Linked DNA regions of Capsicum annuum: region 1 is linked to region 2. The links are chromatin contacts, called in public Hi-C maps. All regions are on one chromosome and are shown on one strand. Each heading gives the region's core, a stretch centred on a gene start, on an enhancer-like site or on the middle of the called end of the contact. The rest is flanking DNA. Distances are from core to core; before and after follow the strand shown. Region 1 holds the start of LOC107838816 (protease Do-like 5, chloroplastic). Region 2 holds the start of LOC107838817 (glycolate oxidase 1).

What was found. A called contact is a pair of places that touch in the nucleus more often than the background predicts.
Region 1: a contact with region 2 is called in a Hi-C map of placenta, with 3 times the contacts expected there. The contact joins the promoter of LOC107838816 here to the promoter of LOC107838817 in region 2. A contact is called at or near these places in 2 of 5 Hi-C or Micro-C datasets (pericarp and placenta).

The regions. Positions count from the first base shown.
Region 1 is chr8:125,479,546-125,482,245 of UCD10Xv1.1, reverse strand. It overlaps LOC107838816 (protease Do-like 5, chloroplastic), which reads right to left and starts at 1,326. Exons shown (of 9, transcript XM_016682028.2): 1 at 915-1,326. The coding sequence starts at 1,151. It overlaps LOC124886750 (a long non-coding RNA gene), which reads left to right and starts at 1,311. Exons shown (of 2, transcript XR_007044148.1): 1 at 1,311-1,768; 2 at 2,334-2,700.
Region 2 is chr8:125,347,578-125,350,284 of UCD10Xv1.1, reverse strand. It overlaps LOC107838817 (glycolate oxidase 1), which reads left to right and starts at 1,409. Exons shown (of 12, transcript XM_016682033.2): 1 at 1,409-1,713.

The sequences.
Region 1 (2,700 bases), core at 77-2,576, 130 kb before region 2:
TGGACTGCGTACATCTTACCCCCCAGACCCCACTAAGTGGGAATACACTGGGTTTGTTGTTGTTGTTGTTGTTGGTATTGTTCATTGTTTCCGGCTTCAAGGTCGTCGAAAATTTTGAAATTAGTATCGTTCGTTGTTTCCGGATTTAAGATCGTCGGAAATTTAATAATGACATTGTTCATTGTTTCCCACTTCAAGGTTGTAGAAAATTTCAAATTCGATGTTGTTTATTATTTCCGACTTCAAAATCATTGGAAATTTCAAATTCGATATTATCCATTATTTTCCACTTCAAGTTCATTGAAAAATTGTTCAAGTTTGAAAAGGAAAAGAGATGAAAAGTAATGGTGAAAAAATGATAAAAAGTGATAAAAATGGGGAATAAAGTAAATAAAAATTAATTTTAAATAAAAAATATGTGTAAAAATGTTGTAGGTGCGTGCATCATATCAAATTCCAAATGACTGGTTGTCAGTTTTTGGGTAATAATTTCACTTTAAAATAGTTCAGGGGTCATAGACCCCGCAAAGTATAAGTGTATAGTTGAGATTTAGGATAAAGGTTGGGGGAACTTTTGGCCCTTTTCTTTTCAATTTATGTGGCATCATAGAATTTTCAAAAGTTAAACAATTTAGTTTTGACCGTGAGTTTAGGCATGGATTCTTTATCTTTTTGAGATAAAATTTATATATTTATAAACTACATAAAATTATATAAGACACAATAATTGATAATCTAAAATATTTAAAAGACATGAAAAAGCTACGTGGAGAAAAGACTTATTTGAATCTCTAAATGGAAAGGTGACACAAAAATTAGGATGGAGAAAGTACAGGTACACATCGGAATGAGAAGGACAATAATTGGGTTTTCTTGTTGTATTTAATTTTAGCCATTTTGGGTGAGGCATTTACCTGAAAGAGTTGAACAAGTGTATCTTCTTCTTGTTGAGGCTGATCGATTACGAAAGCAGTAGCAGGAGAGTGATGAGATGTATATATTAAAGAGGAAAGCAGAGAAGCAAATATCAAAGATTTACGCCTTGTCAAATATTGAGGGGAAGAAGAAAGAGCTGGAAGAGGAGAATGGGACATTTGTGTTGGAAGTGAAAGGAGGATACGCTGCGGAGAAACAGATCCCAACACCACCATCGCTGCGACTGCCGCCTCCTCAACAAATTACTTGCACACATGACACTAGTGACTTCAAATGAGATAAACCTACGTGGCAATTTTTCTTTTCTTTCTTCTTTGTTGTCTTTAAATTTAGAGATTTCTACCCAACCACGCACTAAGGGTTAATTTGGTACGATGCAACTTTTTTTTAAAAAAATAATGTTCTCCTGTGTATTAATTTTGAGTATTATTAATGTCTTCTTTAATATATTTTATCAACTTATATAGAATCAAATATATTTTATATTATGTTATGTATAATTAACGAATGACACCTTATGACATGGAGCAACTTCAGCTTATCGAAGACATGATCTTAGATAGAAAGTTGTGGAGGAGGCGGATTAGGGTAGAAGGTTAGTACAAGTTTAGGTTGTTGTTTCTTTTGTTGTATTACTTGGTGTCTCTTGATTATGGTATTAGCGGATATTGTTGATTTCGATTGTATCTTGTTCTCTTACTATTCTTTGTACAGATTATTTTATTGTGAGCCGGGGGTCTGTCGGAAACAATCTTTTTATCTTACATCTGAGATAGTGATACGGACTGCGTACATTTATCCTCTCTATACTCCACTTGGTGGAAATATACTGGTACGTTGTTATTGTTGTTATGAAATACATAAGCAGCCCCATGAATTTGTTGGGTTTTTTTTTGTGTTGGCACCCTAATTAGTCCATGTTCCTATTGAACATCTGAACCTCTCATAAAGCGTGTCACTCAAATACAATCGTTTGACCTGACACATCTTTTGAGCTTCCGTTTGTTATGAGTTATGTGCGTGAAATCAAACTCGTCCCACGTGAAAATTTCGACCAATCAAAACACCGCATCTATTTTTATTTTACACTATCTTTTAAAAAGAAAATCCAAAATTACAACAACTTTTTGTTCATTTTCTAACCCATCCTCCTAAAAACGTTATTGACAAAGAAAATCCTAGAGCATAATTGCATTAGTTCTTGCAATAAACGATATATTTATGTTACTAACAAAGAAAATCCTACAACTTTGTTAACTTTATTTCTAAAGAGTAGAATTATCACTCAAAATTGGAATTGATCTTTAAAAAGAAACTTGAGTCTTAAGTTGACCTTGGCGAAATATCCATAATTGCAGCTTTATTAGAATTCTGATTATTGAACATGTATATGGCAGGCTCAATTCCAAGATCAACAACACTGTTTGGATCTTCAAATTTGTTAGCGAATTTGGTGAATTTGGTGTTCAAATGGAAAGACTGATCAATAATATCTTGTATGGCCCCTCACTTCATCCATTTTCATAAGCAATAAAGAGATGATACTTAATGGATCTTTTCTGTTCTTGAATTTAGAGTCAAAAGTTTCGTAGATGGGGAATAAATATATATTTTTAACTAACATCAATATAGGTCTATTGATACAAGCCGAATTGACTCCACTTTTTTGGGGTCTATGCTTCAAGGATCACACGTAAGGATCCAAGACTTGATCGTTCTAGGGAGCATATACGTGATTGGAGGATAGCTTGAGAAGGAGCTACA
Region 2 (2,707 bases), core at 160-2,659:
ATTTTTGGTGGGTCGGATCAGGTGGGTTAGACTATGATGTGTTTTATTTTTAAAAAAAGAGTTATTTAGTATTGATTTGGATTTTTCTGTTAAAAGAAGAGTACAAATGAAAAGTTTCTTAACAACAAGGGTAAATTTGATCCTAAAGTATGACATTGAAGGCAAAATTGACCCCAAAATATGAACAAATATATTTAGTCAATTTTTCAATGTAGAAAGGTAAATTTGATCCTAACATATGATGGTGAAAATAAATTTAACCTCAAAATATAATTAAAATATATACTTAATTAATTTTTTAAAATAGATGGATACATTTCACCCTTTTCCTTTCAATTAATGAGTGAGACAAGCAAAGCAAACTAATGCAGAGATATATATAAAAACAGTTGAAGAATAAATCCGTGCGAATGTCTGTCAGCAGCATGACTGTAACTAACGCATGTGAATAAATTAAGTGAACATGAATATAAAGTAAGAGAAATCAGATACCATTTTGGATCTCGAGAAAATACATCAGATATAAGTAGTAGTACATATTTAATGGGAAATTTTCATATAATAGCCACTCTTTAAGCAAAGGACGTTCTTAGTCCAATTTTAAAAATTATCATCTATTGTTAATGTATTAACTATAGTATATTTGATATAAAATATAAATATCGTAAAATTTGATTGATTGTATTCAATTAAATGACTGTAAAATTCAGCCAACGTATCAACTTTATACAACTGTATTTATAAGTGGTACATTTGTAATTTTATCATTTGATAAAAATATTAGTGTATTATATACAAATGAAAATATATCATTTAATGCAAATGTATCATTTGTATCTGAATGTTTCAATTTACATTAAACATACAAAAGAAAAGGACAGGCCATACAATTTATACATATAATACCACTAATATTATAGGCACATTCAGTATGCATACACAGTGGCGAAGTCAGATTTTCATTGAGGGAATTCAGAAGTAAATATACGAATTAGTTGAAGGGGGTTCAATATCTATTATATATACATAAAAATATTTTTAATCATATAAATATAGTATAATTTTCCGACGAAGGAGATTCGGATGACCCACTAATACATTTAGATCCAATAATGAATATATACATATACATACATACAAATAGAATGTGAATACAATGTAGCAAATACATAGCCAATGTGAAATGTGAAATTCAACAACAAAATTAGTTCAATTGAAACCATACATAGCCAAAATTCTAAGGCAGAAACACATGGCTACACTTATATGAAACAACTAGTATGAAATTGAGCTACAAATTAGGAGCCTTATGTTTTTTTAAGATATATAGTTATTCTTTCAAAATAAGGTGATTTTAAAATTTTGATCAAATAAACTATATATTTATTGTGAACCGCTTTATTTGGGCGAATATAGTTTTAACAAAACATTTATTACGTTTCATCTGAACACGTGGGAATTTAACTAGCCCAAAATAAATAATTCCTCTGTTTTAAAAAGAATAATCTATTTGCAGTCATTTTTTTTTTAAAACGAGGGAGTATAGGCGAAAGCAAATATATTTGTCCACGTAATCAAATAATTTCGGGTTGAGTATTTTTTTGTTGGAGTTTTCCAATTCTGAGTTACTTTGGAAAAGCCACACCGTTTACGAATTCCATGCAAGTGCAACCCCTTTTTGCCTAAGCCTGAAGTCATCAGACAGCTATCACGGTCCATTCTTGTTTTGTTTCTTTGCTAAGATTCAGTGTTCTGTTGAATTTTTGTTTTTTCTTTTTAATATTAATCAGTATCTGATGTGATTGATAAGTGATGTTTCATTAATTCCTTCTTGGATTTGGAAAACAGAGAAAGTCTTTTAGTCTGATTCTGTTTGTTGGATTGGAGTTTAGGTTTTGACCTCTGGTGATCTGGATTAAAACGGTGACTTTTTTAGATTTCTATAGATCAACAATCCATTATACCATTCCTCTGTTTTTTCAAGTGTCATTTGATCATCCTTATTGGAAAACAAGATATTGATTTCTTATAAACTATCTGTAGAATTATGTGTTAGAATATGTGTATGCTACATTATACACCGATGGTTTGTTGCAGATGGAAACCTTGATCAGCTTATAAGTTAATAGTATATACTATAATCTAATATCTGTAGAATTTTGGAATGTCCATGATAGTATAATAGTTAAATAGAGAAAATGATATGTCATTTGCTTTTTAGATGATCATATCATGTTGTACTTGGAGGGAGCCTTGGAGTAACTGTAAAGTTGCTGCCATATGACCTAGAGCTCATTGGCTCAAGCCGTGGAAACAGTCTCTTGCAGAAATATAAATGTGAAGTAAATCCAGCCTCCTGATGTAAATGTAAATGTAAACAGCTCCTGTGTGTACAATAGACCCTTGTAGTCGGTCCTTTCCCAGACTCCACGCATAGCCGGAGCTGTAGTGCGGTTGCCATTTTTATATCATCTTGTACTTCTTGTACTATAATCTCTTCCAAATTTTTATCAATATCATTGGTTGGATATGAGATTAATGAGCATTGCGATCAATTACGAGATTACATGAGGAATTGTAGGCCCGTTGTATTTTTTCTTTGCTAGCAGTATCAGCCAAGTTATGATTCTGCTGCGTTAGGAAGTGAGCCTAAACTAGTCTTTGCACTGAACTGGGGAGCCATTTTAGTGTTAGTGCTTTTATGTTT